Linked DNA regions of Muntiacus reevesi: region 1 is linked to region 2. A link is a contact called in public Hi-C data. All regions are on one chromosome and are shown on one strand. The core of a region is the stretch at or near the end of the contact, and the rest is flanking DNA. Distances in the headings are between cores, read along the strand shown.

Region 1 (5,001 bases), core at 943-3,442, 310 kb after region 2:
GGGCCATGTTTTCCTGATACATTTGCTTCCCAGGTGGCTCTGGTAAAGAATCCACCCGTCAGTGTGGGAGACGTGGAGACCGGGGTTCCATCGCTGGGTTGAGAAGATCCCCTGGAGGAGGAAATGGCAACCCAGTCCAGTACTCCTGCCTGAGAAATTTCATGGACAGAGGAGCCTGGTGGGCTTACAGTCCGTGGGGTCACAAAGAGTCAGAGGCGACTGAGCACACACGCACGAACTGTGTTTCTGAACTTGAGTAGGGATATTTTGAACTGTTTGCTCATATGTTAAATAAAACTTTTTGTGCTTTTAAAAAGATTCCTGATAATACTCTAATTCTTTCTCGTGAGCCCTACATATAATTCTGACTTTCTCAAAACGATCTTCATCTTCTTTTACTGGAAAATGTCACTTCATCAATCCATTAGGAATTAAACCCCTGCTTTGGGTTGATTTTATTTTTTAAAGAAGATCTATGGAGACAGAGAAGGCCATCAGATGCAGCCACAGCCCGGAGCCTCCAGAAGCTGAAAGAGGCAGGAAGGATCCTCCCCGGGAGTCCCCTGGAGGGAACTGAGCCCTGTGACACCTTGATCCTGCCTTCCTGCCTCCAGAACAAGGTGGTTGTGTTTTGTAAGCCCCACCGTTTGTGTTCCTCTGTTGTGGCAGCCACAGGAAGTTGGGACAGCATTCTCAGTCCTGCTACCAACAGAAAGGCTTTGGACAAGGTCGTCCACCTTCCCACCAATTCACTAAAGTGACCTGGGGAAGGACAGGCTGCCTCACTGCAGTCAGTGGAGCAAGGACCAGGTCCAGCGGTCAGCCCACAGCCTGCTCAACCAACTAGTGCTGATGTGGTGGTGGGGGGAGGGCACTCCATCAGCTCCCTGCCACCTGCACCAACCCCCAACATCTGGGCAGGGCCAGACTCAGTGGCCTCGTGAATATGAGTCTTTATTAAACAGGAGGAGGAAGACCCCTAAACCTGAAAATTCTGGGGTTCTTTTCTGTTGCAGTTTATGCCTCCTCCCCCAGCTCTGCCCCATCCTTACCAAAAGCAAAGCAAGGTCACTGCAGAAAAGTCAGAAAAGCCAAGTAAGGCTTGGGATCCCATACCTGCTCCCAATACAGATGCAGGTCCCCGCGTTGGGGGTCACACCTGGGCACCCGCTAGCCACCCTGTGGTTACTGACTGTATGTCCTTAATAGTCCCTCCAACAGGAGCCTCTAGATGGTTTCCAACATTCCCCTCATAAAACTTGCTCAAAGTTAGAACCGTTTCAGGAGGAGCCTCATTCAAAAAAAGTAAAGTTTCAGAAGAAAGGGACAAAAACGATCCCTCAACTGAAGAGAGCGCCCAGAAACACACTCAGAAGCCGGGGCCTGTGGGATGTCGGTTTCCACCTAACTGTCATCTCATCTCACTCCAGCGCTTAAGTTCTCCTGAAGTGTGTGGTGGGGAGGCCGGGGTCGGTACCAGCCCCAGCGGCCCAGCCCTTCCTCAGGTCGGGGGCGGGGCGGGGGGCGGTCAGCCAGGCCAGAACCAGCCTGAGACGCTGGGCACGCGGGCCTGGGCGCTGTCCTGGGAGAGCCCATGAGTGTGCGGCGTAGGGTGGGGAAGGAAGAGGGGACTCCACGCTCCAAGCCCTGCAGGCAGGACGAGCCTGGGGGCCTGAGGGGGTAGGCCTGGGCTAGGGGATCGCGGAGGTCGGCGGGGTCAGCGCGCGTTCCTGCGAGTTGAGCTCAACCCGGGGTACCATGGGGCGAGGGAGGAATCCTATCCACTGCCCAGGCCCCCGGGGTGCTGGGGAGGGGAGAGGGGTGCGCCCGAGTCGGGGGTGGGGGGCTGCACAGGTCAGGGATTGGGCGATTGGGGTGGAGAGTGCACTGCGCAGGTGGGGGGGCGGGGGCAAAAGGGAAGGCGCCGGGTTGCAAAGACGAATGCGCAGCAGTGAGCGTTCTCCACGTGGGCCTCTCGCGCCCCTGCCCCTTAAAGAGGCGGAAGGACGCGGGCGCGCGCCCCGGTGACGTCACACGCCCTTATTTGCATGAGCGCGTGGGTCTAGGCGCCGCGTCTCCGGGACGGCCTCCGATTGGCCATCGCTGGCGGTGCCGAATCCTAGCGGATTTGCGCCGCTCTGGTCCAATAGCAGCCCGCTTTGCTCGAGGAGGGCGGTGACAGCGAACTCGGCCAATGGGCGGCGGCGTTGTTAGCGGACACGGCGGCGCAGTCCCGGAGCGAGTGAAGCCCAGACGGCTGCCGCTTCTGCCGCAGGAGGCGTGAGGTGCGGCGGCGAGGGCTCGGCCGGGTAACGCGTCTGTGGGGGCCGGCGGGGCCGGGGCCGGGGCCGGGGCCGGGCTCGGGCTGGCGGGGGCCGCGCAGGGGGCCGTGTCGGGGAGCCGCGGCGCCAGGGGCGGGGCCGGGCCCAGAGCGTCCGGAGCGGGGAGCGTGCGGGCCGGAGCGGAGCCCGTGGGGAAGCGGGCGGGGCCCGGGAGGCGGCGGCAGGTGTCCGCGCGGCCCGAGTCAGGAGCGCTTTGTTCCCGCGCGGCCCCCGCCAGCCCGCCCGCCCGCTGGCCCTGCCACGTCCCGGGGGAGGTTGAGGCCGCGGGCCGGGCCGCGAGTGCCCGGGGGGACGCGGAGCCGCCCGGGGCCTTTGTTTTCGGCCCCAGAGCCCTTCCCCGGGGCGGAGCGACCGCGATTCGCGGCCGCCGCGGACTCCGGGCCCGGGTTTGCTGGCGCGGCAGCACTTTGAGTGACCCTGGCGGTCGTCGGGGCCGGGCGGCGCCGCGAACCGGACGGGCCGGCGCGGCCGCGTCATCCTGCAGGCGGCGAAGCGCGGCCGGCCGACGAGCCCGGCGCGTCCGGAGATGGTGAAGGCAGTCACAGCGGGCTGCCTGTTGGAACCTGACTGCCTGGCCCCGTTTCCCTCCCTCCCCAGTCCTGTTTCCCGAATGCTTTCTGTGCGTCCCAGCAGAGGGCTGTCCAGTCGCGATCAGACTTCCCACCGTCCGCAGTGACTCCGAGTTTGGGTTCAGCATGAAGCCTTTTGGGCCCCGAAGAAGGCGGGGGTCGTGTTCCTGGCCGGTCGTACCCTCCCTTGTCTGCGGTCCGATGGTTCATGTGGACCCCCCCCCGCCCCGTTACCTGTCCCTGTGGTTCAGTGATGAAGAACCCACCTGTCCGTGCAGCAGGCCCCGGCTCGATCCCCGGTCCGGAAGATCCCCTGGAGAAGGAAACGGGAACCTCCCTCCAGTATTCTCATCTGGGAAATCCCACGGTCAGGGGATCCTGGTGGGCCACATTCCACGGGGTCGCAAAAAGTTGAGCACAACCAAGGCCCTGAACAACGACAGCAACGCTGCGAAGTATTAGAATAGGCACTTGAAAGTTCTCAGAATGAGTCGTTGAACGTAAAAGTTGTCTTTAAAATTGCTGTCTTGTTTTTAAAATAACTGTTCCTCTTAAGTGATTAATAGTTGTCCTACACACTAGGTCTCTTGGCCTATGTTGACTCATTTCAGAAGTCTAGTGACTTTTGAGATAAGCACTGTTCTTTTCCCCTGTAACCACTCAGGAAGCTTGAGGCCCTGAGAGGGTTAAGTAAAGTGGTGTGTGCAGGGTGACAGAACTTGGGTTAAAATGCAAGCAGTTTTGTTTTGTTTAAAAAAAAATTTTTTTTTTTTTTTTTAAATTTGTTTAGGCCTACCATGCCTTCATTGCTGCACAAGGCTTTCTCTAGTGAGGGGCGTGGGCGGGCTTCTCACTGCACTGACTTCTCTTGCTGTGGAGCTGGGGCTCTGGGCACGCGCTTCGTTGTTGTGCTTCCTGGGCTCCAGAGCACAGGCTCAGTAGTTGGGGCGCGCTGGCTTAGTTGCTTCACGACATGTGGGATCTCCCCAGACCAGGGATTGAACCCGCGTCTCCTGCATTGGCAGGTGAATTCTTTACCAGTGAGCCACCTGGGAACTTTGCCTAACATTACAGCTTCTCTGTAGAGAGGATGAACAGTCTTAATAAGTTGTTTTTATTATTGCCCTGAGCCTAACTGAAGTCTAGCTTTTGAGGATTTAAGCTGGTTGATTATTTCCAGCTCCAGATTCTGTGATTCCACAGAATGCTAAGTGCTTTCCATAGTAGAATCTGGCAATGATTACAGACAGTGATTAATGATAGGTAGTGGGATAAATAATATGCTAACATAAAAAAGACTTTCCAAGAAAGAAAGTTGATGTTACGAGTAGGAATATATTTAAAAGATTGAGTGAGTGCTGAAGTAGAGGAAGGTGGCTTAAACATTAGTGTTATCTATTAGTGGTTAACTTGTTAAGGTAGAGTTGCCAGGAGAAAGAAATGCTAGAAAATGAATTTTCTCAGTTTATTAGCTGCTTTTTTTTAACTTGTTTTGTAACGGAAATTTTTTTCTTTCATCTTTTGAAGGTAAAGTATCCTATTCTGAGATTTGGAAGGATTGACTGAAGACTTGATCAATAAAAATACCATTGCAAGACTTAATTTCCTATAGAATTATAGTGACAAAGGGAGATCATTTTATAGGTAAAATGTGACTGTTTTAAGTTTTTAGGAAAGCTTTCACTGGAAGATTGAGGTCTCTTCTCATGGAATGATGAGAATAATTATTCTCAAAATAGTTATTTATAATTATATAAAATAATTTCAACACTGTAGTGCTCTTAACACCTGTACTACTTTGCAGTCTTTTTTTGACCCGTGTTACTAATTCAGAATGTCCACTGTTATTTGTGCCTTTGTATTTCAAATTAGCATCTAAATACTTTTGTGACTTTTGCATTATTTTTGAAAATACTGTATAGAATAGTGATTGGAGAAATTGAATTCTTTGCAATAGTTGATTTTATCACTTTTGGTTTGATAGGTTTAGTAAACTGAATTCTGGAAAGGATACTTAGGTTTTAGGATTGTTGCCCTCTAAAAGTGTACAGATACTGTAGTTTTGTGAATTGACCATTTAGATTATCAGA
Region 2 (4,879 bases), core at 49-2,548:
CATGGTTGGCAGGAGAGATTTGAGGTAACTGAAAAGGATTGAGGTGTTTCTGGCAAAGAAAACTATCCCCCAAAGGGTCAAAGTTAGAATTAAATGAATGAACATATAAACATTTTCATTCTTTTCTGAGATTTCCAAATTGTCTATCATGAACAAGTCTAACTTTATAAATAGGAAACAAGTTTGTTTCAAATGTAAAAATGTATATGTATAAAAACCGGGAGAAAAGAGTGCCTATTCTATCAAAGATAGCCAGTCAGCTGCTTATTCATTTGGAGGGAAAAAAATGAATTCGTCCCCTAAGGGGACTAAAGGGTGAAATGTGAAAACAAAAGCTGAAAAACTACCGGTAGTGAACAGGTTCAAACGCTACAGAGGAAATTGAGCAACATTTAGTAAAGTTGCACATATGCATAACCCAGGTCAGGCGTCTGGGGAGGCGCAGATAGCTGCAGCCCCAGGGGAAACTGGCAACCGTAGATGCAAAGAAACTACAGGTGCCCTCCAAGGAGATGAACATAGGAACGGAAGTAGCCGTGCGTGTGTGTTCAAGCGCGTGTGCGCTGGCACGGGGCTGCTCACTTAAATGCCCGCCGGGGATGAACCGATAAAGTGTGCTTTAGTCCTACCGAGCAGTGCCGAAGCGCAGCAATAACGAAAAGGAACGTAACTGACGCTGGGCGGGGTACCCCTACAGGACTGTTAAGACGCAGTTTGCGGGGAGGTGTGGAATGAGATAGAGGGATGGAGGCACGCGGCCCGGCCGGCCCCTCCACCTGCGATCCAGAACCCGGAGATGGTCCCACCTGCCTGGGTCTGCGTCAGGCGGGCGCCGGCAGAGATACCGGGGGCGGATTCCCGCCGGCCCCAGGCCGCTCGGCGGGCCTCCCCCCGCGCAGGCGCGGCGCGGAGCTCCACCGGCGGGGCGGAGCGGGGACTGGACGGCCGGGGGCGGGGCCTGTCGTCGCTAGCTCGGAGGTCCAGTCCCGGCCTCCCTCCGCCAGCGGGGCGGGGCGACGCAGGACGGGGCGGGGCGATCCGGGGGCGGGGCCTGTCGTCGCTGGCTCGGAGGTCCAGTCCCGGCCTCGCTTCGCCTGCGGGGCGGGGCGACCCAGGACGGGGCGGGGCGATCCGGGGGCGGGGCCTGTCGCCAGGGCCTCTGAAGTCCAGTCCCGAGGGGCGGGGCGGTCCGGGGGCGGGGCCTGTCGCCATGGCCTCTGACGTCCAGTCCCGAGGGGCGGGGCCATCAGGGGCGGGGCGAGACGCTGCGGCATTGTGGGCCTGTCCCTGCAGGGACAACCCGGAAGGACCCGAGCCGCGGCCGCCTCTCTCCCCAGGACACAAAGTCCCACTATCCGGCCGGCCTTTTTGCCCAGGCGTCTGCAGCCAGGATGGGGCGGAAGGTGACTGTGGCTACCTGTGCGCTCAACCAGTGGGCCCTAGACTTTGAGGGCAATTTGCAAAGGATTTTAAAAAGTGAGTCTAGGGCCGGCGTGGGGTGGACAGGCGAAGGTCAGCTCTGGTCACCCAGGTTTGCTGTGACGCATACGCAGCCTTGCTCCGGAGAAACTCGCGGCCATGGGTATGGGGACAGATAAGATAACCTATCTCATGACCACGCCTGTGTCCTGAGTGAGGTGGGGGGTGGGGTGGGTTACAGTGTCTGGGGCATGTGGTATGTACACTTGGTAAGAAAAGTCTGGCCCTGGAGGTGGAGATGAGCAGGCTGGAGTGAGCCTGTCCTCGGGTACCTCTGGGGTCCCACGTGGCATTTATAGAGCAGAATCCAGTCCAGAGAGGGAAGTGGAACAGGGGTGAGGCCACCAGCTTAGAGACCAGGTGTGGTCGTTGTGTGTGTGTGACGGGGTCCGTGTACAGTTATCACCTGTACCAGCTCACCTTTGGGAGTGGAAGTTTGCACCGTTGACCTCTACACCTGAAGTGGGGCTGCTCTGGGCGGTCGGCAGGCTAGCCAAGCTCAGTTGCCTCCTGCAGCAGGGCCACTAACCACAGTAAAAACAGGGTGATTCAGGTGAGGGTGCCTTATATCAGCCATGTGCCTTGGGCCTTCTTTCTCTTATTTTTTTCAATCTCAACCTGCTTTCCCTTCGTCAGAGCTCAGAGCAAATCTAGTTGATGAGAGGTCATCTCGGGTGGCCAGAATTGTGCGTCCACTCAGCCGGCCTCTCCTCCCCAGACTGCATCTGGAAGCTGCTGCTCAAACCCAGAGGCAGATGGTACCTGTCACTGGTGCCTTCAGGTCCTGCCTTCTCCCTGCACAGGGTCCTCTCTGTCTGATTGTTAATGAGCTACCAGTGTGTGACTCCCCCAGCCCCACCCCTGCCCTCCTCCTTGGTGCTCAGGCTCAGCCCTGCAGGCCCCGCCTCTGTCTCACTTCCTGCGTGTGTCAGCAGGGGCTGGGAGATGCCCTTTGGTTTTTTTGTGACACCAGCAGCAGCAGAAGGTTGAATCTACCTCCTTTGGATCAGTTGTAGGTGCTGAAATTGCCTTTCTTTCTCTCTCTCTCTCTTTGTGCATGTAGGTATTGAAATTGCCAAACACAGAGGAGCAAGATACAGGCTTGGACCAGAACTGGAAATCTGGTGAGAGCAGAGTGCATAGACACCCTAGGGTGGGCAGGTAGAAGCCTCTGTATCGCTCCCCCCAGCTGAAAGGGCAAGGAAGGAGAGGCTGGGATTGAGAACCAAACACGCAGGCCCACCTAGCAGACAGTCAGAAGCCCCGTGAGTGGGCCTGCTTGATGCCCTTGGACAAGAGCAGGCCAGCCTGCCTGGGTGATCCTGGATTCCTACGTTGAGTAACACAGGAGATCATAGAGAGGCTGACTTTTCCCAGTCCAGGGCCGATGTCAAAGCTGGCTGGACGTCTGGCCTTGCATTGGTGTTTGGTCTCACACGTGGCCTAGGAGCTGAGGTAGTGACAAGCTCTGAGCAGGAGTCTATCCTTGGAGAGGAAAGGGCATCCCAGGTCTGGATCCCACACAGGGCATCTCACTGACCTCATTTTCATCTAAGAACCAGGCTCTCCTCCTCATCAGAACCAGAGGCCCAGAGGAATGCTCCTCCAGGCATTAAGAATGACAAAGGCCACTTTGGAGGTTAGTGCTCATGTCAGCAAAGTTTGCTTGGCATTTTAACATCACTTTTGCTATGTAGTGAGTGTGAAGGACTTTTTGAAGTTTTAAAAGTAGCTTACAGGGACTTCCCTGGTGGTCCAGTGGTTAAGAATCTGCCCTCCCAGGCAGGGGATGTGGGTTCGATCCTTGGTTGGGGAACCAAGATCCCACATGCCTCGGGGCAACTAAGCCTGTGCCCCAGCTACTGAGCCCTAGAGCCCGCAAACTGCAACGAAAGATCGCACCTGCCGCGACTAAGACCCTACACAGTCAAATATATAAATAGATAAATATTTAAAAAAAAAAATAAAAGTAGTTTACAAATACTCTACATTTCATTACTGGGACCCCTGCACTGAAAAATTACTCTCAACCCAGTTTGCCCATGTTGGGACCTCACTGAGCATTGTATTAGTTTTTTTCAGGGGCTATTATACTATGGTTTCACAAACTGGATGGTTTAAAACAGCAGAAATTTATTCTTTTCACAGTTCAGGAGGCCTGAAGTCCAAAATCAAGGTGTGGGTAGGGTCCTGCTTCCTCCAGGGCTCTAGGGGAGGGTCCTTCCTGCCTCTTCCAGCTCCTGACCCCCAGCTCCTCGTCTCGTGACTGCACCCCTCCAGCCCCCCACCCCTGCCTCTTCTCCGCTGGTTTTCCTTCCGTCTCGTGTAAGGACGCTTCCCGTTGGATTTAGGGCCCACCTGGATAGGCCAGGATCATCTCCTCTCCAGATCTTTCACTTACTCGCATCTCTAAAGACACTTTTCCAAACGAGGTCACATCCACAGGTTCTAAGGGCTTCCCAGGTGGCTCGGTGGTAAAGAATCTGCCTGCCAGTGCAGGAGACGCGAGTTCAGTCCCTGGATCGGGAAGATGGCCTGGAGAAGGAAATGGCAACCTGTTCCGGGATTCTTGCCTGGAGAACCCACGGACAGTGGAGCCTGGTGGGCGACAGTCCATGGGGTTGCAAAGAGTTTGACACGACTGAGCATGCACATGCGCGCCATAAGTTCTGGAGGTTAAGACATAGACACGTCTCTTTTGGGGACACCATTCAGCCTGCCGTAAGCTCGAGTAAATCGCAAGGAAGTCATGTAGCCGTGTAAGTGGCATTTGAATGGTTATTCACGGCCCCTTTGCCTGAAGAATGTTCTTCTTCCAGCTTTATTCCTTTTGCATCCCTTTCTTATAGATTAGTGTAATTTGGGCCACGTTGAAGGTTTAAAAAAATCCAAGGGCAGACAGTTTTTGACATGACAGAGAATTTCTCATAGTAACTGAAACTAGGAGCAACGGATGAGGCCCAATCCATTAATTTCCGATACAATACATCTCTTTTCTTCTTTTTTGTAGCAGTGAGTCTAACTCTGGTTGAACAATAGACTCTCCTGGGAGGCTTTGCAAAGATGCGGGTGCCAGAGTCGCACCTCGCACGGTCACCCTGGCCTGACCCCAGGCCCCTGCCCCAGCCCACCCCACGCCCACCTGCTGTGTCCCGGGCACTCACTGTTCTCGCCCTTCCTCTGCAGCGGCTACGGCTGTTGGGACCATTATTACGAGTCGGACACCCTCCTGCATTCGCTCCAGGTCCTGGCGGCCCTTTTGGAGTCTCCGGTCACTCAGGATATCATCTGCGACGTGGGGATGTAAGTGCAGCTTGGGCGTGGGAGAAGGGCCAATTCCAGGGCCTGCTGTGTCCGGAGGCGTCCCCACAGCGGGGATGTGGCGTCTGCTCCCTGCCTG

Evidence for each region. A called contact is a pair of places that touch in the nucleus more often than the background predicts.
Region 1: a Hi-C map of muscle shows a contact between it and region 2, with 4 times the contacts expected there. The contact joins the promoter of NAP1L4 here to the promoter of NADSYN1 in region 2. A contact is called at or near these places in 2 of 3 Hi-C or Micro-C datasets (blood and muscle).

What each region holds. Positions count from the first base shown.
Region 1 is chr5:46,233,005-46,238,005 of mMunRee1.1, forward strand. NAP1L4 (nucleosome assembly protein 1 like 4) reads left to right here and starts at 2,193. Exons shown (of 16, transcript XM_065938004.1): 1 at 2,193-2,285.
Region 2 is chr5:45,918,972-45,923,850 of mMunRee1.1, forward strand. NADSYN1 (NAD synthetase 1) reads left to right here and starts at 1,299. Exons shown (of 21, transcript XM_065937988.1): 1 at 1,299-1,476; 2 at 2,543-2,603; 3 at 4,666-4,782. The coding sequence starts at 1,392.